Linked DNA regions of Mus musculus: regions 2, 3 and 4 are each linked to region 1. Evidence: chromatin contacts called from public ChIA-PET, HiChIP or PLAC-seq and Micro-C data. All regions are on one chromosome and are shown on one strand. The core of a region is the stretch at or near the end of the contact, and the rest is flanking DNA. Distances in the headings are between cores, read along the strand shown. Region 1 holds the start of Fkbp5 (FK506 binding protein 5). Region 2 holds the start of Rpl10a (ribosomal protein L10A). Region 3 holds the start of Tead3 (TEA domain family member 3). Region 4 holds the start of Srpk1 (serine/arginine-rich protein specific kinase 1).

What was found. Hi-C and Micro-C count contacts between places; a contact is called where the count stands out from the background. ChIA-PET counts read pairs in DNA pulled down with a chosen protein or histone mark. HiChIP or PLAC-seq counts read pairs in DNA pulled down with a chosen protein or histone mark.
Region 2: a contact with region 1 is called in a FOXA1 HiChIP or PLAC-seq map of pancreatic cancer cells. The contact joins the promoter of Rpl10a here to the promoter of Fkbp5 in region 1. A contact is called at or near these places in 4 of 39 promoter capture datasets (the 3T3-L1 cell line, cranial neural crest, frontonasal cranial neural crest and 1 more), 1 of 15 datasets of contacts at CTCF or cohesin (the NIH/3T3 cell line), 1 of 484 Hi-C or Micro-C datasets (cerebral cortex), 5 of 115 datasets of contacts at active chromatin or transcription factors (the SCID.adh cell line, bone marrow-derived macrophages, effector CD8 T cells and 2 more) and 1 of 9 other capture datasets (adipose tissue).
Region 3: a Micro-C map of embryonic stem cells shows a contact between it and region 1, with 3 times the contacts expected there. The contact joins the promoter of Tead3 here to the promoter of Fkbp5 in region 1. A contact is called at or near these places in 5 of 39 promoter capture datasets (the 3T3-L1 cell line, cranial neural crest, hematopoietic stem and progenitor cells and 2 more), 2 of 484 Hi-C or Micro-C datasets (both in embryonic stem cells), 3 of 115 datasets of contacts at active chromatin or transcription factors (effector CD8 T cells and embryonic stem cells) and 3 of 9 other capture datasets (adipose tissue, liver and macrophages).
Region 4: an RNA polymerase II ChIA-PET map of effector CD8 T cells shows a contact between it and region 1, with 32 read pairs. The contact joins the promoter of Srpk1 here to the promoter of Fkbp5 in region 1. A contact is called at or near these places in 1 of 484 Hi-C or Micro-C datasets (embryonic stem cells), 1 of 115 datasets of contacts at active chromatin or transcription factors (effector CD8 T cells) and 2 of 9 other capture datasets (liver and pancreatic islet).

The regions. Positions count from the first base shown.
Region 1 is chr17:28,484,355-28,487,672 of GRCm38.p6, reverse strand. It overlaps Fkbp5 (FK506 binding protein 5), which reads left to right and starts at 1,524. Exons shown (of 11, transcript NM_010220.4): 1 at 1,524-1,721.
Region 2 is chr17:28,326,883-28,330,200 of GRCm38.p6, reverse strand. Rpl10a (ribosomal protein L10A) reads right to left here and starts at 1,730. Exons shown (of 6, transcript NM_011287.2): 1 at 1,583-1,730; 2 at 1,316-1,390; 3 at 1,154-1,234; 4 at 679-827. The coding sequence starts at 1,587.
Region 3 is chr17:28,348,971-28,352,288 of GRCm38.p6, reverse strand. Tead3 (TEA domain family member 3) reads left to right here and starts at 1,484. Exons shown (of 13, transcript NM_011566.4): 1 at 1,484-1,680. It overlaps Tulp1 (tubby like protein 1), which reads left to right. Exons shown (of 15, transcript NM_021478.2): 15 at 287-774. The coding sequence ends at 420.
Region 4 is chr17:28,621,056-28,624,373 of GRCm38.p6, reverse strand. Srpk1 (serine/arginine-rich protein specific kinase 1) reads left to right here and starts at 1,853. Exons shown (of 16, transcript NM_016795.4): 1 at 1,853-1,974; 2 at 2,337-2,397. The coding sequence starts at 1,962.

The DNA of each region.
Region 1 (3,318 bases), core at 275-2,774:
ATGCGGCCACTCCCTGGAGGCTGGTTAAGGGAGGTTTCCAATCACTGAGGAAAGACAAGCGACTGAGAAGGACCCCTATCCAAGAGGAGTGGGTGGGTGGGGTATCTTTTATATCAGTTTTATCTTTTCTGTAGAGGTCTTTGAGGATAGGGAAGGAATGACCATACCACCATGTGGGTGATAGACATTGATATATATCATATGTGTTATATGGACATTGATATATATCACCATACAAGGTGACATGTATCTTCATAAGTTCTAAAGTGAGACAAGACAAAAGAAACCAAAACTAGGGGCTGGAGAGAAGGCTCAGCGGGTAAGAGCACTGACTGCTTTTCCAGAGGTCCTGAGTTCAAATCCCAGCAAACACATGGTGGCTCACAACCATCTGTAATGAGATCTGATGCCCTCTTCTGGTGTGTCTGAAGATAGCTACAGTGTACTTAGATATAATAATAAATAAATAAATCTTAAAAAACAAAACAAAAAACCAAAACTAAAATAAAAGCAGACATGGAACCAGGAAACATGGAATTTTCCTGTGGCTACAAAATATTCCATAGGTAATTGGGACTTTTATAGTTTCTCCTCCCCTCAAAAAACAAACAAACAAACAAACAAACCAACCAACCAACCGGGGGTCTGGAGAGATTCCCTAGCTGTTATGAGCAGTTGCTCTCACTGGTTGTTCTCCCAGAGGCTGGGAGAGCACAGGATGCTTCCAACTCCAGTGACAGGGGATTCGATGCCCTCTTCTGACCTCTGTTGGGTACTGCACTCACATAGTAAACACACACACACACACACACACACACACACACACACACACACACACACCCAGCAGGCGAAACACTCATCATAAACGTTCTTCTAAGAATCTTCTTAAAAACCGAACAGTTAGAGTTCAAGTCCCCAGGTGCAGCTCCTGAGCGTCTATAGGAGTCACCCAGACGTGGCGAGGGGGTGCCATCTCGAAGCTGACCTAGCTCAACAGCCATCCTTTGGGTTCCTTTTTGACCTCATCACCTGGGCTGCTTGCTGTGTTGGAGAGGCAGAAACCTCAAGGGAAAGCGACATCTTCACGCCCACTGGGTGTCCAGAGAGAGAGGTGCTAGGTGCTACATCGCATTTTCCCAGTCTCTAAGGAGCATCTTCAAGTTCAGGAGGTTATTTTCCGGGGTCAGCATGGCCCGACCTCTGCAGCTCGTGAAGGGCAGGCTGGGTGGACAGACAGGCAAGGCAGACGCTTGTCTGGTCAGTATTTAGTCTGGAGGCAGTGGACGACGAGGCGAGGTGTCAGTCAGCTTCCTCCATCCCTCTTCTCCGGCCCCCACAAAGGGCAAGGGCCAGACACGTGGGCAGCGGTGAAGAGGCGGAGATGCAAACGAACGGGGCGGAGCCTCATTTGCATAGGCAGTGCACGGCCACCAATCGGGACGGGCGGAGCGACAGCCCGCGCGCCTTTTGGGGGCGGATTGGCAGCCCCGTGGCCCTATGGGAGGTGGGTCCTGCGGCCGGCGGGGGCGGGACGACGGCGGGCGCTGCCCGGCGCACTAGCCGGCTTGCGGGCGCTGCCAGTCTCCGGCGGCGGTGTCCGGCGCGCGGCTGAGCGACCGAGCGTGCGGACGGAGCGGCGGCCTGCTGGGCGGGCTGAGCGGCGCGCGCGGCGGCGGAGAGACGCGGAGCGAGGGACGCGGCGGCGGCGGACGCGGCGACAGGTACGGGCGCCATGGCCGCGGGAATGGGGCGCGCGCACGCGGCGGACCCCGGAGCCAGCCCCGTGCTCGCGGTCCCGCTTCTGCCGCCCCTCGCGCGGCTTCCCCGGGATGGCGTGGACGGGACGCGCGGGAGGCCTGGGCCCCGCGTGGGAGGTGGAGCGGCCGGCGCTCTTCTCCAGCGTCTCCCTCAGCGCGGCGGCGGCGGCTCGCTCGCCCGCGCGCGGCTTTTGTTTCCCGCGCAGCCCACAGGTCCGGGGAGCCCCGTGTCGCTCCGCCACGCCGCCCTCCGGACGCGGAGGAAACTTGGCCTTCCGGAGCCCTGCAAGCCCCGCGGATAACGGAGTGCTCCGCCGCGTCCGCGGGGCCGCGCGATGGGCGTGCCGGCCGGGCACCGCCCTCACCTGCCGCTCCCGAGCCGGCTCGCACCGGGCAGGCAGGTGACCGGAGGGTCTCGGAGGTACTGAGGAGGAAGGGCTAATTAAAAGTTGTCTCGGAGGTGGCTGAGCGGGTACAGCCGCTTGCAGCCAAGCGTGACGACCTGGGTTCGATCCCGGGAACCGACATGGTAGTAGGGGAACCGACTCCAACCGCGAGTTGTCCTCTGACCTCCCTGTGTACACAGCACAAACACCACTGGCTCCGATACACATTCTCATCTCTCACCCCCGCTCTCAATAATACTAAGGAAATAAAAGTTATTTTAGGAATCTTCATTCCCTTCGCCCCAGCGGCATCACCACTCCTGTTCCGGCCATAGTCCTTGACTCCAAACCCAGCATTTTGTGTGTGTGTGTGGGATGAATCTAAGGGAGCACGTTGCATTATGACCATCTTCCTCCTCCTCATCTTCGTCTGTGGATGAGCCAGGTGGAGCGCTTGCGCCTCATTTTTTAAATAATTGGTGTCTGCAGCCATGGCGAAAGCGTTGGAAGGTACAGATCGTAAGCAGAGCGTGCAGAACTTGGGACAGCCCTCGGCGGGGCTCGGGACAGGGTGTACAGCGCTTGGCCGCCATTCAGTAAATTCTGCATGCGGCAGTTGGGAGCTGGTGGTTTGGGGATTTTTTTTTTTTTTTTTTTCCCTTCTTCTTCTTTCAGGAGTGTGTTTTCCAGCGGACCAGGGCGTTGAATAGGCACTTTCTTTGCTTCCTTTAGGGGAAGGAGAGAGTGTTTATTTCTATTGTCATCCCATTTTCTTAGGGCTGTGGACAAGGGAAAAGTTAAGGTGTGTTTGGGTTAAGCATTTTGTCTTTTCCTCCCCACTTCTTGCTGTTAGCTTTATATGTTGTTAAAAATTATAGCTTTTCCTCTTGGTGTCTGAATCAATTCAAGAAATGACTTGGAAAAAAATCTTACTTAACCGTTTTCTGTTACTCTCCCAGCTGATCCTCATTTGCCTGACTTTTTGGGGGGGGTATTTTTTTTTTGTTTGATAGTTGAAACATCAAAGTTTTATTCCTTTGTTATTGGGAGTTTACTATTCAATTAAAGCACGTATAAATTTCTGTAACCTAATACTCTCCACACAGCTTTCGCTTTGGAGTGCTACAGAAATGGTGTATTTTAACTATATTTATTTATTTATTTATTTATTTATT
Region 2 (3,318 bases), core at 481-2,980, 160 kb after region 1:
ATGGACTGGAGAGATGGCTCAGCAGTTAAGAGTGCTGCCTTCCAGAGGTCCTGAGTTCAATTTCCAGCAGCCACATGGTGGCTCACAGCCACCTGTAATGGGATCTGAGGCTCTCATCAGCCTGCTCATATACATAAAATAAAATCTTAAGAAAAAAGCTGTCTCATTATCTGTCAAAGGTGGACCAAGGCCAGCTATCTGAGAAGCCTCAAGCAGGCCTGGGAACCATAATGTCACCTGAGAACACAGCTCAGTGACAGGGCACAGTCCTGAGCACTTCTAGAGGATAACCTTAGACCCCAGGCTGGCAACATCAGTAAGACTCAGTATTACTCCAAATCTTAAGACAGATGGAGAAACCTTCTATCTATAAAAGCAGGCATGACAACTGCCTAGCTCACAGTGGATAACTATTCCCAAAATGTATGCGGAGACAGGGGCTACCATGGAGGCTAACACGTGGGAGACACTTGTGACCCCTCCCTCGATAGGTTGTTAACTGAAAAGACTTGAAACCCAAACCAATAGCTGGCTATGAGTCAACTGCACACACTGGCGAGAGGGGAGTATCAGACCAGCCTGTGGGGCATTTTCTAACTGGTTGTGAAGCCCAATGTGTGCTGCCACTCCTGGGCAGGGGGTCATGGGTTGTGTTCAGCCCTAGTGAGCCCCACCTACCCAGCTTCTTGACCAACTTCTTGTTTTTGTTAAGCTTCTTGAGCGCCTCGATGTCCATGTGGGGGATATCCACGGCCTTGGCTTCATCACAGTGCTGCTGGTCCCCCAGAACGCACACCGAGAACTTGGGGCGTGGGGTGGACTTGAGCCTGCGTTTGGGAGGGGAGAAAACAGAACAGGTCATGGTCGGCGCTGGCCATCCCGCTAGATCTGAACGCATGGCAGGGAGCGGCAAGCCTTACCCGGAGCTCTGGGCAACACTAGCCTGGCTTCTCAGGCTAGGCGGCGGGCTCGGCCGAGGCCTCCCCACGCCTCCCCTCTTGTTTTAAGACCCAGGGTGGGGGTCCGTCCAGCCTGCCTGCCTGCAGCAGGGCTCCTGAACTACCCTGGCACGTCAGTGTCCCCGTGCCCGCCTAGGGCGCGGCCAGGCCACACGGGAACACTGAGGGCTGGGTGGGGTTAGAGCGGTGCCAACCTGACGGTGCCCGAGAAACGTTTGTCCTTCTGAGGGTCGTAGTTCTTCAGGCTGATCTGCAGCTCCACCGTCTCCAGAAACCTGAGCGAGAGGGGAGCTGTGAGCCAGGGTCGCCATGGCCGGGGATGCTCGCCCTGCCCCGGGAGGGAGGCCCGCGCTCACTTGCGGCGCTTGCGCTGGTTCCCGTGCAGGACTTCCCGCACCGCCTCGTACAGGGTGTCGCGTGAGACTTTGCTGCTGTTGGGGAGAAGCGAAGGCGTTCGGGGCCGGCCATGCTGCACCCCGGGCCCGATGACAGGCCCACGGCACGCTGGGGAAAGGCTCGCGACGCGGGGCAGTCGCCGGGAGAGCCTCCGAGACGGGCCGCGGGGCGTCCGCGGGCGTGTGGGTGCACGGATGGCGGCGGATAGCGCCACGATAACAACTTACCTCATGGCTGCGGCTGCCGCGGAAACCGGAAAGAAGGCAGAGCGCTTTGCGCATGCGCTCAAATAGAGCCCGCGTTCTCGCGAGAGTTGCCCGTTACGGGCACGTTCCGCGCTCAGCCAAGCCGGAGAGGCGCTGCAGTTTGCGGCCGCTGGGGGGGCGCCACCACGCGGCTGCACCGTGAGAACCGCTCTAGGAGCAGCAGGCAGTCCTGCATTGGGACAAGGGCTGAAGCCGGGCCCTGGGATTGGATTTCTCCCTGCTTTCTATCTTCTGCCTGCCCCATGACTTCCAGTCCCCGGCAGAACCGGTCTCCGTCATCGCCTAATTTGGTGATGAGCCCCGCAGAGCCACTGGGCAGCCGCCCCCTCTAGCCGTGCATTGTGCAATGGTCCGGCCACCGCATGTGGGCAGAGGCATGGATGACAGGAATAGCTTGAGGAAATGACCCTTGCTGAGATCTGCAGAACGGGAAAGCGCCTTGTGACTAGATTAGGATCAGATGTGCCTGGCTTAAGCCTAAGCCTCCACCTGGGAGGAGGCGCCCACCAGTCTATCCTGGCCATCTGTATAAACCGCCCCTGATTCAGCCTCCGGGCAAGGTGGACTTTGGACAAATGCCCCTGTCCTGTCTCAATTAGTTGGCATTTCAAACAAAGTCGTTCTTGTTACTTGACCCCGGTCTTCGCAGTTAATAGAGAGGCGCCGGGTCAAGGAGCGTTTGCAGGGAGCCTCCAGATCTGGAGTGACTCATTTGGAGGCATGTCACCCTCTCTGGGAACAAATCACAGATGTAGCCAGCACCCACCATTTCCAGGGAGCAGACCTACGAATAGCTCATCTCGCCTGAGCACACACACAGCAAACAGCAGGCAGGATGAAGCAGGTTCCCACAGGGTCAGAGCAGAGCAGGCAGGTTGAAGCTGCAAGTGCCATCCACACTCTAAAGGCCATCAACATGGTGAGCGGCTGACGTCTGTCTCTTAGACATTGTTCCCCTTGCTTCTGTAGTCAGATTCAGCTTGTTCTCAAAAGCCAGACCTTCTCACTGGACTGACCTCCTTGCCTCCCTGGAACAGGGACTCAGAAGCACCCAGAAACCTCAGTTCCCCACCCACTGCAGGGCTAAGGTAGGAGGATGCTGTCATGAACTTTCTCAGGCTAATTCAGTCACATCAGTTTGGCAAATTTTTGTTTCTTGGCATAGCCCCGACTCTCTTGGAATTCGCTCTGTAAACCAGGCTGGCCTTGAAATTAGAGATCTGCCTGCCTCGATCTCCTGAGTTCCAGGATTAAAGGTGTGTGCCACCGTGCCCAGCTGTGTGCTAAATATTTTTTGAGTGAGGTGCTGTGGAAATACAGATGTCACACAGGTCTGCAGCAGGCACCCTGTGTCTTTTCAGCCCATGGTGGGTTAGACATCCCTCAGATCCCAGTCCAAACCTTTGCTGCAGCTGAAGACAGAGTTCAGAGTTCTAGCAGGCCTAAGACTCCGGCTCAGCATGAAAACAAAAGTTATGGGTCCCAAGCCCACCCTTGCCCTCAGTGTAGTCCTTGACACTCATCAGGCAGCTCTGACAGACCTGCTGTGATGGGAGGGGTGGGGGCAGGTGAGGGAGTAAAGGGGGTTCTGGGAAAGTAGCCTAAGAATACAAGTGCTTGTTTGGAAGTTCTTTGTATCTGACATGCATATGTTTGTACACATTTGTGCTGTGCATGCTTGAGCACTCTGGGTTGCA
Region 3 (3,318 bases), core at 235-2,734, 140 kb after region 1:
GTACTGCTAGATTACAGGTTTACTGTAGCCCCAGGTGGTGGATGATAAGGCAGGGCCCCTGCCCTGCGGACTCCGTGTGACAGACCCCGCAGGGCCCCTGCCCTGCGGACTCCGTGTGACAGACCCTGTAGCGGCTGGGTTGGGCTGATTGGATGACCCAGAACGGGGAAGGTGGCCTGAAGCTGCATGGGGGCTATGACTCCACATCAAGGAGCAAGACCTCGTTTTGTTGAGGGGTTGCCTGTCGAGATGGGGTCCAAGGTCACCCCACGGTCTGTCTTCACAGCTGACTATATAGTGCTGCAGTTCGGCCGCGTGGCTGAGGACGCCTTCACCCTAGACTACCGGTACCCGCTGTGTGCTCTGCAGGCCTTCGCCATCGCCCTCTCCAGCTTCGACGGGAAGCTGGCCTGCGAGTGACCCCCCACAGCTCCTCAGCGCTGGGAAAGCATTCGGTTGGGGGTGGCAAGGTCCCTCCCCCACAGCTCCCATGGAAGGGCTCACCCCTCTCCGTGACCTCCGGGCATTTCCCCCCTCCACTCCCCCAGCCTGGCACCGGCTGAGGCAGAGGGGATGGAGATGAACATCTGGTCGCCCAAAAGTACTTGCCTCGCCCCCTCCTCCCCAGTCACTTCCTGTCAGAGAGCCGGAGTCAGATGTTCGAGGCCCCTCCGACCCCGCGCTGGGGGGTTTGTAGGGGGTGGGGAGGGGACGATGGTGAAGCAGAGCCAGGGACCCACATCCCCAATAAAGTCACGTCCGAGGCTGAACGCATCGGTAGTTTCTGGATTCATGTGTGTAAACTCAGGTGCCTGCGTTGGCCCCGCGCTCCCGCGTCCCCTTCTGTTCTATGGAACCTCGTCAAGCGCACAGGGTCCGGGCCCCCGACTCTCCGCCAGTAGGGAGGAGAGGGAGGGCCCTAGAGGTAGAGGAAGAGGGAGAAAGGGAGAAATTCGAGAAACAAGCCACTCGGGGAGAACCAGACAAACCGGGTCCGGGCAGGGCGGAGCCAAGTCTGAGGCCCCGGAGTGGGGGGCGGGCTCTGGGCGGGAGGGGAGCTGCAGAGGCCTGGGCTGCCCGGGACCCGAGTAGAAGGGTGGGGAGCCCGAGACCCCGTGCGCGCTCGGGTCATTTGGATGCGGAGGACGCGGCTCCCCAGGACCCTAAACACCTCCAAGGAGTTCAGCCTAGGGGGCAGAGCTCTCCTCTTGGCTCCGCCCCAGACCTGATCCCTCTAGATTCAGCGGAGTACCCACAAGGGGGTTGTGTAGGGGAGGTGGGAACTCTGAGACGACGAGCGAGGAATGGGGTGCGCGGGAGTGTGAATCCACAGCTACGGGCGTTCTTGGGACTGGGTGGTTAGAGAGACAGCAGGCCCCGGCCCGCCTTAGATCACTCCCCCCAAATAGCACCGCCCACCCGTGGGCCCGCCCGCCGTTGGCCCCGCCTACCGGTCCCGCCCCTCCCGCCCGCAGCCCCCACCCCCCGCCCGGCTCCCTCAACACAAACTTTCCGTCCCGCTCGCTCCCTCCTCCGCGCCCAGCACCTCCCGCTCCGGCCGGGCTCATTCCGTACATTCCGGCCATCCCCCTGCCCACGACCCCCCTTCCCGGCCCCCCTCACTACTCCCTCGGGCCCGGCGGAGCGGCCCGGCGGAGCGCCCCCCGGAGCTCGGAGCAGGTAAGCCCGGGGAATGCAACTCGGAGGCCTCGCGCGCAGAGGTGACTGCTCTGCTCGGGTGGCTTCTGGATGGCGGGGACCCGGGACACTCTAGGGGTTCTGAGCTATTGTCCAGCCCGCGCCGGAGCCCAGGACCTGGGTGCCGGGAACTTTGGAGGGAAGGGGGGAGACGCTCTCCGGGAAGCCCCGCCCACCCACCCCACCCCCCCGCGACCCGGAGGCTGGGAAGCCCGGAGTGTCCCGGGTGCCCGGGCCTGGCCCCGCCGTGTGCCGGGGTGTGCGCCCAGAGCCGCGGGCTTGGAAGGCCTGCGCCGGGACTCGTATCCGGGGCGCCCTTTGGACTCCCGAGAGCCCGCGAGCCCCGGGCTCCACGCAGGCCTTAGCCAGGGCGCGCCGGTGTGCGCGCTGCTCGCGGCTGCGCTGGGACCCGGCCCGGGTGTCTGGAAGCCACAGTGTGAGCCCGGAGCGTGTGCGCACCCAAAGGCGTGGGGGGACGCCTGTCCCCTACAGTTCTGCCGCCCGCCTCGGGGCGAGTCCCAGCTCCTTGCTCCAGGAGCCTCGCTCGGGACGCGGCTGGATTTGGGGCCTTCCCCGCACTTCTCCGGAGAACTTGTTAAGGCAATTGTGGGCGACAGGGCTTCCCTTCCCACTCGGGTCCTCTCCATTGTCTGTCACGTCTTTATTCCTGCCTGGGAAGGGAGGCTGGAGCGCTGATGTGGGTCTGTTTTCTAGCCCCAGCAGGCCTTCGGGGCAGTGTCACTTTAGCCCCTACTCTACCCGCCCCCCCCCCCCCCCCCAACAGGGGCCCTGATTGAGGGCTTAGTTTTTTAAAGAGCAAGAGGGAACGAACGAAGCCTAGGGCCGGGCTTCTCAGGGCCTGTGTCCCTCTCTCTGTATCTCGAGCTCTCTCCAGGTAGGGGCAGAACCAAGTCAGGCCTGGACTTGTAGCCTAGCCCGGAGGATGGCGGTGGGGGCTGGACACAGCTTTGAGGGACTGGTGTCCATGGTGGCTCCGTGTATTTGAACTCTCGTAGCCTGGATCTGTACACACAGGGTTTTGCCTCAGTGCTGGGGTCTGGGACACCCCTACACTCACAACCAGCTGCGGGCTGCTGCCAGGAGGGAAAGCAGCTATTAGTTGAAGGTGTAAGGACTATGCCTCTGCCCTTCCTAGTCCCCAGACCTCCTTCTCCTGACACTTGTTAAAGCAGTTGAGGGCATCCGGTCTTCCCTTCCCACTCTGGTCTTCCCCGTTGTCTGACAAGCCTTTTCTTCCTTCATGGGAAGGGTGAGGGTCTGTCTACTTATCCCTTGGGCCAAGAGTGGACAGGAGACTGAATTACCCCCCTCCTCAGGGAGGGGCTGGAAGCCAGGCCTTCCCCACCTCCAGGGAGGGAACTGTAATTAATGCTAATTAGCACTTTGGGGAACAGAATGGCCAGTGGTTGGCAGGAAATCTTTTGAGTGCACACACACACACACACACACAGGTGTGTGTCTATCCAGAGTCTCTCATCCACCATCACTGAATTTTTAGACCCTAACTAGTTCTGCTGTCGGGAGAAAAGAAATACGCATAAAAAGATAGCTCCACCAAGGGCAGGAGCTGGGTCTCTGGTTTGCTGCCCACTGTATTGG
Region 4 (3,318 bases), core at 604-3,103, 140 kb before region 1:
TCCAGAAGAGGGAGTCGGATCTCCTTACGGATGGATGTGAGCCACAATGTGGTTGTTGGGATTTGAACTCAGGACCTTCAGAAGAGCAGTTGGGTGCTCTTAGAGACATCTTACCTGCTGAGCCATCTCACCAGCCCCCAAGTCCCACTTCTTATAGAGCTGGGTTTTTGAGCCCCTACCCTAGCCAGCTGGAATATAGACATATGCACGCCACTTGAAAAGGCTTCAGTGGAGCCGGGTGTTGGTAGCGCACGCCTTTAATCCCAGCACTTAGGAGGCAGAGGCAGGCCGATTTCTGAGTTCCAGGCCAGCCTGGTCTACAGAGTGAGTTCTAGGACAGCCAGGACTACACAGAGAAACCCTGTCTCAAAACAAAAACAAAACAAAACAAACCAAAAACCCCCCAAACAGACAAACAAAACAACAAAAAGAAAATCACAAAAAAGATCTAAAGGAGAGTTCTGAAACACATGAAAAGTATACAATTCCAATTGCGAATTTCAGTGCCTACTATAAATCTCCACAGCAGTACCCACAGTCTATGTTTTGGAAGAAATACTGGGGTCTAGAGAGCCTCATGTTCCTCCCCCATCTCTCTCATAAATGCCTGCTGATTCTACTTTACTATAGGAGTTTTGATGCCTGAATCATTGGGTTGGGACAGCAAGATTCTGAGCACACAATCCTTTCCACGTTCTCATCTTTCTGTAATGGGGATAATAACTACCTTGGCCTGAAGTTGACATCAGCATCTAATAAGATCATGCACTTGACAGTATGGAAACACCCGGTAAGTCCTACGATGAAGAGAGTTCTTCAAGGAGAAAACAGAATTCCCATTCACACCCTTCCTTTAAGGCTTTCAACTTGCAGCTAGAAAATTCCCTTTAGAAGTGTTTGCTTTTACTTAAAATAATTGTTTAGCTTACTTATGGGTGAGGGGTTGTTGCATGTGCCATGGGTCCTGTGTGCAAGTCAGAGAGAGACCTGTGGGAATTGGCCCTATTTGGATTTGAATTCAGGTCCTTAAGGCACCTTTACTTGCTGAGCTGTCTTCTGGTCCAGTTCTTTTCTTTTTTTCTTTTTTCTTTTTTGGTTTTTCGAGACAGGGTGTCTCTGTGTAGCCCTGGCTGTCTTGGAACTCACTCTGTAGACCAGGCTGGCCTCGAACTCAGAAATCTGCCTGCCTCTGCTTTCCAAGTGCTGGGATTAAAGGCGTGCACCACCACTGCCCAGCTTCTGATCCAGTTCTTTTTTTTTTTTTTAATATTTTTTTATTACGTATTTTCCTCAGTTACATTTCCAATGCTATCCCAAAAGTCCCCCATACCGCCCCCCCATCCAGTTCTTATTGATTTATTTTGGGTCAGGATCTCATTATATATGCCTTGCTGGCCTGGAACTCATAAAGATACACCTGCTTCTGGAGTGCTGGGATTAAAGGCATGGGCTGCTGGCCCAAGGTTTTATCTTTAGAAGAGGACAGAGGCACACGTTCCCTCCTTCCAGCCTTTGTTCTGTGTGTATCCACATACAATTTAATTTCCCATTTTCTTTAATGTCTTAATTGGCCCTTACAACAGCTCAGACAGGAACTGGGATATGTTTGGGTTAAGCAGTTTTGCAGGCCGGGGAAACTGAGGCAAATCCCGACTGACTGCGGAGCCCTGCCTTTCCTCAGGAGGTAAGAACTTCAAGCCGCGCGCTTTATGGCGGGACACTAAAACCAGCTTCCCATTCAGGATCCCTCGGTCCCTTGCCCTCCACTCTCGTACACCCCGGAGCAGGTGGTAGGCTCTGTGTTCACCACGCAGGCGCGCGACGCCGTGTGGGGCGTGGTCGGGCGGGCCCGGAGGCGGGGCCGGCGCGCGCCGGGAGGAAGAGCTGGGATTTGGGCCGCGGCGGGAGCCCGAGTCGGCGTCACTCGAGTGCGCAGGCGCCTGGCGGTTACCGGTCTCGCCATGGAGCGGAAAGGTGAGCGGCGGAGCGGCCTCCGCCACGAGGAGCCACGGCGGTCCCCGACTGGGCGCCAGGCGCCTCTCTGGCCACTGTCGCGGCCCCCTGAAGCGGCGTCACTCTTGCCTCTCGCCCCTCGGCTGCGGCGTCCTCCGGCGCCCGCCGTCCCCGCCCCTCGCTCCGCAGCCCCCAGGCCGGGGCGGCGAGGCCTCATGGCCGGCCCGAGCCTCTTTGGGCGCGCCGGGCCTGGCAGCCGCTGTGCACCCCGAGCAGCCCGCCCCGCGCTCGGCCCGCAGCCTCAGGCCCGGTCGCCCTGCGTGCTCGCGCCGCTCCCCGCCTCCCACTTACATCGGCCCTTCATCCATCCCTCTCTCCCGCAGTGCTCGCGCTCCAGGCCCGAAAGAAAAGGACCAAGGCCAAGAAGGACAAAGCCCAAAGGAAGTGAGTCTTGTACCCCAACATCCCGCCCTTTGCGTTTCCTCGGGGACCTCCTCCCCCTACCGGGTTGTGCGCTTCGGGCGGTTCCCCCCCAACCCCTCCCCGCCACATGGTTACTGGGCCGCTGTGTGATTCGCCCTCCGGGAATCATGTGGAAGGTAGCTGGGTCTCCAGGCTCGGGTCTGCTGGAAAGACCCGGAGCCTGCCCGGCACCACTCGCCAACTCCATCGAGGAGGCCCAGGTGTGGCCCGGCAGCCGGAGCTGGCAATCATTACCTGCCTGTCTGTGAACTCTGCTCTTCCTTCCGTGCTCCGCAGCGTCTTAACTTGCCTCCTACGTCTGTCCGCACGCTACGCCATCGGGAAATTGTTGAATGAATTTTCCCTGTTTACCCTTGGCCCTGCCAACCACACGCTCGCTTGGGTAGAGGAGGACGGCCGGGAGTCTTCCTCGCGCCTGATTACTCTGCTTCCTAAGTCTGGGAGACTCTGTGGCGTTGCTGTCCACTCGGTGTGCCGGCTAAGTTATGCATTACCGGCGGGCCGTACTATCAGGTCCTCAGAGCAGTAACGTCGGAGTAATGTCCAGAGTCAAATTGCTGGTGCCGGTTGGGTGATTCCGGCTTGGTGGGCCTAGTGCTACACTTGCCCGATTTGATGTGTAATAGTGGTTTAGTGGTGTTGGGGGTGTGTGTGCACAAAAGAGGGCACAGTCTGATAGAAACGCTGGGTGGAGGCTTATTCAAGTGAGCTTAGCTGCTACCATTCCCACCAACGTCTTTGTTTTTTGAGATAGCCTTGGCTGACCTGGAACTCCCTATGTAGACCAGGTTGGCCTTGAATTTATCCTCTTGTTTTTGGCTCTGAGAATCCTGGGATTAAGGGGCATGTGCCACCACTGCAGGCTCACTGCCATTGTGAGCT